2 separate regions of the Anser cygnoides genome follow, and region 1 is linked to region 2. A link is a contact called in public Hi-C data. All regions are on one chromosome and are shown on one strand. The core of a region is the stretch at or near the end of the contact, and the rest is flanking DNA. Distances in the headings are between cores, read along the strand shown.

What was found. Hi-C and Micro-C count contacts between places; a contact is called where the count stands out from the background.
Region 1: a contact with region 2 is called in a Hi-C map of liver, with 1.9 times the contacts expected there. The contact joins the promoter of NUDC here to the promoter of WASF2 in region 2. A contact is called at or near these places in 2 of 7 Hi-C or Micro-C datasets (both in liver).

Annotation. Positions count from the first base shown.
Region 1 is chr24:3,713,975-3,718,706 of Taihu_goose_T2T_genome, forward strand. It overlaps NUDC (nuclear distribution C, dynein complex regulator), which reads right to left and starts at 2,163. Exons shown (of 9, transcript XM_048073198.2): 1 at 1,974-2,163; 2 at 763-840. The coding sequence starts at 2,069. NR0B2 (nuclear receptor subfamily 0 group B member 2) reads left to right here and starts at 2,389. Exons shown (of 2, transcript XM_013199600.3): 1 at 2,389-4,465. The coding sequence starts at 3,922.
Region 2 is chr24:3,507,415-3,512,112 of Taihu_goose_T2T_genome, forward strand. It overlaps WASF2 (WASP family member 2), which reads left to right and starts at 2,085. Exons shown (of 10, transcript XM_048073182.2): 1 at 2,085-2,295; 2 at 3,765-3,875.

The DNA of each region.
Region 1 (4,732 bases), core at 913-3,412, 210 kb after region 2:
TAGACCAGAAAGCCAAGACAAGTCTTAGACAAGACAAGCACTCCGGATTTTGTCCTCGATTCCGTACTGCCTGGGATCTAGAAGTACCAGACCCTCCCACATCAGCTCCCCTGCAAGCTCTGCTGTAACCACCCGCAGCCTCAAAGCCAGGCGGGCAGCCGAGGGGCACCGCGGCCTCCAGCCGAGCGTTGCAAAGCAGCTCACGTGCTAAGCCAGAGGGGAACAGCCACCACGCGGGTGAGTACAACCAAGAAACCTTCAGAGAGCCTGCCTAACTCCTGCTGGAACGCTCCGCCTGCCAGCGAGGCAGCCCAGAGCCCCGGGCTCGCTCAGTCCAGACAGGTACGCGGCCCGGAGACAAAGGTGCAGCCGCATGTGCAGAGACGTGGACTTTGGGCTTTCTCTGAGGTGAACAAACAAGGTAACCTGGGGTTATCGCTTCTGCAGTGTCTGTCACCGTTAAGTCAGTGTGTCTGGCAGATTTGCTTTCCAAACAAGCCTTTGGCCAGAGCGTGGCAAAAAAAAAAAGGAAAAAAAAAAGCCCTGCACCAACGGTATCGCTTGAACAAGCAATCATGCCTCACCTCACATCGGGGCAGCTCATTATTGCTTTGTTTTGTGGTGTGTTTCATCAGCAGCACAGCCCGCTCGTCCCCCAGTGCATTAAAGGGCTTTGGGGCCTTCAGAAAGGGAAGTCTTAGCATGACATAGACACGGCACATAAATAAGACAAAAAAAGCGTGGATTTTTTTTTTTTTTTACCTTCTCTGCTACGCCATCTTCTCCACCAGTGAAGAAATCTGTTTTACGCCTCAGGAAACTAAAGAACGTGTTCACAAGCTGGTAGAGAGGAAACAGAGAAAGGGGGGAAGAGAAGGGGTGAAGAGAGAAAAAAAGAGCAGTGAGACCAGATCACTCCAAGGTACCTTGTGTCTCTAGAGTAGCCTTTATTGCGCCCTTCCCATCTGTGTCTGCATCAGCACCGTACTGAAACCCTGTGACTTTCCCAGAGAAAACAGCCAAGGGCTTATAAGGAGATCCAGCTCCTGGATCCCATTTTTCAGAGGCATGTGTGTGTTTCATGTTAAGAGAGGGCAACCAGTTTATTCTCAGGTCACCTTGGGGACGCACCTACTTTGCCATCCCAAACTGTCACTCAGATCTCTCTGATGCAGAAACTTTGGCAATGCATACGTACTTTTAGATACACACACACACGAATGTATACAGATGCTCACATATTCTGTACGCCTATGCCCTCAAAGCCTGCAAGCCGCCCCCAAGCTGCGTCCCGTTTATTTACAAAAGTTTAAACTTCTTTTTATTTCTGACTGTCTTGCTGCCTGCCAGATGCTGCTGGTGAACTGGCAGTTATGAACTGCCACCCCAAAATACCTCCATGGAAATGGGTTTGACTCTCAGTGGGTTTGATTTCCACCCCCACCCCCCCAGGAGTTATGTCTCGTCAGTATTTCAACCTGAAGCCCCACGGCAGCAGGAGGAGCTGTGTTTAACACCATTTCCCCACGTGTGGGTGCAGGGGTTGTTCCCACACACCCCTCCCTGCGGACCAGCTTCCCACCAGGAGCCACTACCTGGAGGAGCGGGAGGCCCGCGCAGCGCCCCACGAGGAGGGGAGGAGCCGCGGCCGCGTTTAACGGCACCTGGCGGCGGCCACAACCCGCTGGGGGCTCGAGGGACCGCAAAACTGGGCCAGGGCGGCTCCAGCCTCCCGTGCCTCTCCCGCTCCGCAGCCGCAGCAGCCCCGGGCCCCACGCGTGGCGCTGCCGAGGCCGAGAGCCCCCGGCGTGGGGAGGCCGCACACGGGGGCCCCTCGCTCCGTGGCGGCGGGGAGGGAACCCGGGGGGGCTGCGTGGGGCCCCCCGGGGCCTCGTCCGAGGGCCGCCGCCTGCCCCTCCCCCGTTACCCCCGGAGGAGCTCGGCGAAGCCTCCGCCGGGCCCGGCGGCGCTACCTCGCGCACGCCGCCCTGGTGCTGCTGGGCCATGGCCAGGAGCATGCCGTCGAAGCGATCCTCCTGCTCCGCCGCCTCCTCCGCGCTCAGCCCCATCCTGACCCTGACCCCGCTGCCGCCGCCGCCTCGGCCCCCTCACGCCGCCGCTTGCCGGAACCGGAAGGTGAGGGAGCGGAAGCTCGCGCGGCGCTCGCCTCTCCCTTCCGCCAATCGCAGCGCGCGGCCCAGCCGCTCCCTTCGCGGATTGGTCGCGGAGGGGCGCGGGAGGCGGGAGGAGAGGAGCGGGGCGCGGTTGCCATAGCAACGGAGAGGCCTAGGCCTTTCCAGAAGGCTCCGCGGGGCCTGGGGAGGCCCTGGAGGGCCAGGCCCTGATCCCCCCCCCCCCCTCCCAGCCCCGGTGGGCACCGAGCCGCCACCACCGCCCCCTTCCCCACACGGCTCCTGGGGCCGCTCACCCAGGCCCCGAGCGGGGCAGGGGCCTGCAGCCTGCGTAGGGACGGGTCCAGCAGGCCCCGCAGGCCGCTGCAGGTCTCCCCCCTGTGTGATCCCCCCGCGTCTGCACCCCCCAGGGCTGGGTGTGCTCGGGGGGGGTTGTCCCCGTCAGGGCGAGCTGTGCCGCTCACAGGCTCCTGCCGCCCGGGGGATTCCTCAGCAGGCCCCCCGAAATCAGTGTTTGGATGCTGCCCCTTCCCTAAACCAACTTGTGCTGATAACGCGTACAAATGCATCTGGACACCTAATAATTGACATCCGATGATAAGACAAGGGGCGGTGGGTGCAAGCCGGAATGTAGGAGGTTCCGCTTAAATATGAGATGAAGTTTTTTCACGGTGAGGGTGCCAGAACACTGGAACAGGCTCCCGGGGGGTTGCGGAGCCTCCTTCTCCAGAGACATTCCAAACCCGCCTGGATGCGTTCCTGTGTGCCCTGATCTAGGTGTTCCTGCTCCGGCAGGGGGCTTGGACTAGCTGGTCTTTCAAGGTCCCTTCCAATCCCTAACGTTCCGTGATTCTGTGATAGCTGAGAATTCAAGGTGGAAATCTATAAGCCTGGCCCTCCCCTGCCCAGTATTTCCCCTGTGACACGTGGGGCCCTGCCTTGCCCACAGGCTCCTGCTGCCCACGGGATTCCCCAGCAGGCCCCCTGAAATCATCACTCGGATGCTGCCCCTTCCCTAAACCAACAGATACAGATCAGCAGATCAGCAGATACAAATACCTGAGCAATTCAAGGTGAAAATCTATAAACCCGGCCCACCCCTGCCCAGCATTTCCCCTGTGACACATGGGGCCCTGCCTCAGGATGAGTCGTTCAGTTCACCCGCTTCCTTAACTGTAACAGCAGCGAGGCTCCTGTCAACAAGGTTAGGCAAATATCTGCTGATAAAACGACTTCCAGGTTGCTCTTTCCAAGGCCGGAGCGCACAGGCCATTTGCCACAGGGCCCTCGCTCCAGACGGGTGCCGTGTGTGTGTGTGTGTGAACTCCTTGGCAGTGACACCTGCCATATAGCGCTGCCTGATTGCAGCGCGGGGCCTTGGTGCCATGGTACAGCCCGGGTTAATGACTTTGTTTATACTGTTTGGGTAATCGCGATAAGGCCGCCCAACCCGCGCTGCCCCGTCCCCCCGCGGCAGCTGCTGGCGCTTCATTGAGAAAACGGCCATTGACGCCACGCCGAGAACTTGCTGGCCCCAGCCAATCATCCAGGGGACGGCTGCTTTTTTTTTTTTTTAATGAGGACCGCTTAATCACAGAGCGGTCAAGGCTGGGAAGGGGTGTTTCACTTGTGACCGAGCCTTATAAGAGCTGGTTTGAGCAGCCATGTGCTGGCAGAGCGGGGAGGACAGGGTGTTTCCAGGCTGAGGCAGGGAGGAAGTTTACGGGTCTCTCACATCTGCTGCAGCAGGAGCTGAGTTTCACAGAGGATCCGGGCTTCCAGCTCAGCTATGACGACCAGCAGCATGGACGTGGACTGCGAGAGGTGTCAGTGCCAGCAGGAGGACAACCGCACCGCCATCCTTTACAACCTCCTCAGCCAGAACCTGAACCACAGCCGGGGCAGCTGCAGCCCGGCCCACCAGCGCTGCCTGTGCCACCAGCGCCGGACAGTCTGCCTGCGCACACCCCACGTCACCTGCCAGGCTGCCTCCGATGTGCTGGTGAAAACCGTCAGCTTCATGAAAAACCTCCCTTCCTTCCACCTGCTGCCACGAGGGGACCAGCTCCTGCTGCTGGACAGCTGCTGGGTCCCCCTCTTCCTCCTGGGGCTGGCGCAGGACATGGTGACGTTTGAGGTGATGGAGACCCCGGCCCCCAGCATGCTCAAGAAGATCCTCCTCGATGGCCAAAGCAAACGGCAGGAGCCCGAGCGGACGCAGCCCACGCTGGCTGCCGTGCAGCGGCTGCAGTGCTGCCTAAACACCTTCTGGAGCCTGGACCTGAGCCCCAAGGAATATGCCTACCTGAAGGGAGCCATTCTCTTTAATCCCGGTGAGTGCTCAACCCTCTGAGCCCTGCCTGCTGGTAGCAAGAGAAAGCCCTGCACGTGTTAGCATCTAAAAACATATTTCTTGGCTTGGAGTCTCTCAGAGTACGGGCAGGAGCGTGCGTGAGAGCAGAGAGGGCTGCTTGCCTTATCGTTAGCGCCGATAATGCAGCTGACAGCTGGGAGGCGGGAAGGAGGGATATTAAATATAGCATTAAAAACAGAGACCTTATCGCTCTGCAAACAACGAAGAGCCCTGTACTTACTCTGTA
Region 2 (4,698 bases), core at 835-3,334:
GGCCTCCCGCAGCGCCTCGCCCCGCGGCCCCCGCCTCGCACCCACGGGTGGGGGGGCACGGCCGAGCACCGCTGCTTGGGACGCCGCGCGTGGAGGGGCGGCGCAAAACGGGCGAGAAAAAGCCATTTCCACCACGATCACGCGCCCGTCTCGGCCAGGACGTGCCGAGGGGTGGTGGTGACGAGGCCCCCAGCACCGCGGGTACCCGGGGGTCTGGGTGCTCCCAGCGGGGGAGCCCCAGGTCTGCCGGGGTTTTAGTCGCTGCGACTTGCTCCAAAGCACCCAACAGATGCCTCCAGCCTCTTTCGGCCGAAACGAGCCCGGCGCTGGTGGCGGTGATCCAGCAGGGGAGGGAAGATTTAATGCCCCAGGTGCGCAGGCAGAAGCGCTGCGGCAGCAGCACGGCAGCAGCACGCTGCTCGTTTCCTATCAGGTGTTTGCTCCCGCGGTTTGGGACAATGGGAATCTTTGTTCTCCCTCCTCCTGTCCCCCCCCCCGAGGGTGTCTCCTCCAGGCAGAGGAGGATTACGGCTCTACGGCAACCTGCCCTGCCTCACAGCCCCACGCCGGGCCGTCCCCGCACAGCCCTGGGGGGCGACTGGGGAGGACGCACCGAGGGCGCTCAAGCTGGAGGCTGGAGGCAGCTTTTTGGAGCCTCAGCCGGAGCCATGTATGGAAAATCCGAGCACAAACCTGCCTTTTGTGGGGCTGGTGCCTGCTGGAGGCTGCCCAGTTCCCCACAAGCACACGCGGGGCCAGCCCCGTGGCTACCAGCGGGCTACCACCAGCCGCCTGCCGTGGAAGGGCCAGGCCTGGAGGGAGACCTGCGGGGAGGCCGAGCCCCCTGCGGCCCAGCTGGGTGCCCTGTCCCCGTGTCCCGCCCCACGACGTGTCCCTGTCCCCTCCCTGTGTCCCGTGTCCCCCCTCACGCCCTGTGTCCCCCCCTAGGTGTCAGGGGGCTGCAGGGTGTCCTTCTGGGCTTACACCAGCGGCCCAGCTGGGTGCCCTGCTGCTGGGCACCCCCTGTGTCCTGTCCCTGTGTCCCCCATGCCTTGTCCCTGTCCCCTTCCATGCCCTGTGTCCCCCCCGTGCCCTGTCCCTACCCATGCCATGTCCCCCCCGTGCCCTGTGTGTCCCCCCCGTGCCCTGTGTCCCCCCTTGCCACGTTCCCCTCCATGCCATGTCCCCCCGTGCCCTGTGTCTCCCCCATGCCTTGTCCCTGTCCCCCCCGTGCCATGTCCCCCCTATGCCCTGTGACCACCCCCGTGCCCTGTCCCCCCCCATGCCCTGTCCCTGTCCTCCTCCATGCCCTGTGTCCCCCTCCCCATGCCTTGTGTCCCCCCCCACGCCCCGTGTCCACCCCGATCCTGTGCCCACCCCGTGCCATGTCCCCTTCATGCCCCATGTCCCCCCATGCCCCGTGTCCCCCCCATGCCTTGTGTCCCCCTCCATGCCCTGTGTCCCCTCACGTCCCCCCATGCCCTGTGACGCCCCCCATACCTTATCCCTGTCCCCTCCCCACACCCCGTGTCCTCCCCACGCCCTGTGTCCCCCCCATGCCCCGTGTCCCCCCCCAAGCCCTGTCCCCCCCCAGCTGTCAGGGGCTGCAGGTTCCCACCCCCCCCTGTGCCCGCAGCAGCAGCAGGGGCCTACACGCCCTGCCCGCCCAGCCCAGCCCTGTCCCTGTCCCCCCCCCGCTCCCCCTTGGTCCCGTCCCGCACCCCCCCCCCCCCCGCTCCCCCAGGTGGAACGTTCCTCCCAGGGCCTGAGAGCGTAGAGGCGGAGGGCGACACCAAAGGGAGGCTCTTGGAGAGGGGGGAGGGAAGGACGTCCCCCTTTCCTCTAAAGTCGCGGGTAATATTGTCGTGTTTTGTCCCTCGCAGACCCACAGAGAGGTTTTAGAAATGTCGTGACTAGGCGCGATGTCGCGATTCTCCCCTCCGCCCCGGGGATGCGTCCCAAAGCCTCCCCGAGGCTCCCCCCGCCCCGTCCCCCTGGTGGTACTTTCCTCCCTGTTTACTCTCTTTGCGCGGCCGCCTTGGGTGGGGTTCTTCGGCTGCTCCGGTTTCGTACGCAAGTGGCGTAGGGCGACTTTGATAGACAGCCACTCTTAGCCAATGGCGTGGCGGCATTGCTAGCCGGCGAGCCAATGGCGCGGCGGACCGGCGAGCGGGAGGAGGCGGGGCGAGGCTCAGTCAGGACAGGGAGGGGGAGCCGTGGAATGGCGGACGGCCGGGCTGGCCCGCCCTGGTGGTAGCGAGCCCAGGGGCCCGGAGAGGACAGCACCGGAGCGAGGTGAGTGCTGAGAGGAGCCGGCGGCGGCCCCCCGGCCCTTCCCGGCCGCTTCTTGCCTCGGGAGAGCGGCGGAGGGGTTGGGGTGGGCTGCTAGGCCCTTGCCAAATAGTGAGCCACAGGGCTGAGGCGGGCGGTGGTTCCTGCCACAAAGTGAGCTAATAGGGCCTGTGGAGGGGCTCCGGTGCCCCTGGGCCGGGGGGGAGGCGGGGGGGGGCCGTGGCTCTGTCCCGGGCCAACACTCGCCCGGCCCCTCCCAGGAGCCAGGGCTCGGGGCAGGGCGTGGGCCCTGGGCTGGCCTGAGGGGCTGGGGTGAGCTGGTGTCCCCGTGCTGGGGGGGTTGGGGGATCAGGGGGTGGGTAGGGGGGAGAGGGGGGTCTGGGGGTGGTTAGGGGGTGAAGGGGGTCTGGAGGGGGCGTTAGTGGGGCTTGGGGTGTTAGGGGGCCTGGAAGTGGGTTAGAGGGGCTGGGGAAGGGGGTTAGGGGTTGTGGGAAGGGGGTATAGTGGGGCTGGGGGTGTTAGGGGGTCCGGAAAGTGGGGTAGAGGGGCTGGGGGGGGTTACGGGGTCTGGAGGGGGGATTAGTGGGGCTGGGGGTGTTAGGGGGGCTGGAGAGGGGGGGTTAGAGGGGCTGGGGGGGGTTAGGGGGTGTGGGAAGGAGATTAGGGAGTCAGGAGAGGGGGGTTAGGAGGACGGGGGGTAGTTAGGGGGTCTGGAGAGGAGATTAGTGGGGCTGGGGGTGTTAGGGGGTCTGAAGAAGGGGGTGAGAGGGGCTGGGAAGGGGGGGTCAGGGGGTGTGGAGGGGGTTTAGTGGGGCTGAGAGTGTTAGGGGGCCTAGAAGTGGGTTAGAGGGGCTGGGGAGGGGGTAAGGGGGTGTGGGAAGGGGGTTATGGGCTCAGGAGAGGGGGGTTGGTAGGAATGGAGGGGGTTAGGGGGTCTGGGGGAGGGGGTTGGGGGTTTAGGGGGTCTGGGGAGGGGTTAGTGGGGCTGGGGGGCTAGGGGGTCTGGGGGAGGGGGTTAGGGTTCTTGGGGAGCCTAGAGGGTTAGTGGGGCTGGGGTGTGTGGGGGTCTGGGGAGCGTCCCTCGCTTTGTGGCCTGGTGCAGGGTTTGACAGCAGCCTGCCCTAAAGGTGCTCGCGAAGAAGCGTGCTCGGCTCCTACCTACACAGCGAGCGCGCCTGGGCGCGCGGCCGGCTGCGAGCCCTGGGCAGCGGGGAGCCCTTCCTCCCTCCAGGAGGGGGACCTGCGGCTGGGTGCGTCCCTCGCCCCGCGTGGTCGCGCTGTGCGGGTGTGTGCGAGCCACGAGATGTAAAACTCCCGGGGTAAGGCAGCGCCTGTTGGGAAATGCCTTCGCCGACGTTAAATCCCTCGGTGCTCGCGGGGAAGCAGCGTCGAAGGGCGTAACGGGACGTGGCTGGGGAGTTCGGGCAGATGCGCCGACCTGCCCCTGACCTCAGACCTTCTCCTCCTTCCAGGGGAGAAATAAGTTGCTGGAGAATGTCCACGGGGTTGTGCCTCGCTAGCAGTTAGGCTTGTGTTGGGGTTACTCCTTTGGGATACGAACAGCAGGTGTCCTGCGGAGGAAGGTAAGAGATGGCAGCTCCTCCCTCTCGGCTATTATTTGACCTCAAAGACCGTCCTCGGGTAGGATTTTCTTTTTTCCTCGCCAGAAGTTTCGCGTTTGGCGTTGTGTTCTGCTTTCAGCAGGAGCAGAACTGCCTGCGTTCACGCAGGTCACAGCGCTGGTGGGACCGTACGATGGGCCGTCAGCGCCGCAAGTGGCGGCGGACACGAGACGATACCAATAACGACAAAAAACTGGCATTAAATACACCTGCTCCAGACGAGGCCCTAATTTATTAATCCTTCTGTAACCCTCGCTCTCGCGTGTCCTTCCCTAGGCCTTGTGAGGACGGGAAGGTGGGAAGCAAACGATGGGAGGCAGCGGCGGCGGCGGGCGCGTGAGTTTCCCTGTGGCGGAGCTGATGCAGAGCGTTCCTTTGCGGGAAGTGCTCGGTCACATGAGGAAGGGGAATTGTTGCGTTTTCCGCCCGTTTCAGGCGTCTGCAGAACTGTCCGAGCGCGGCAGGAATGCCAAATGCCACGTTGCGACACTTTTCGCTCGGGTTCGCCTCTTATTGACCTCGAGCGGGATTTTTGTCGGAGGAACCGATACGGAGTTTGTCCCAAAGCTTGGTTAAAAACAAACCAGAGCTCACATCCACCCGCTGGAAACGCGGAGTGGAGATAGGGTGACTTTGAAAATCTGCTTGCGATCACAGCCAAGGACAAGCTTTATCCAGGAAGCGGGGTGGAGCAGGGCAGGCGCTTCAGCTTTAAGCTTTTTTATTTTTTTTTTTATTTTTTGAGTGCTGTTCTCGAAAGCAGAGTTTGAATGAGAGAGCTTGA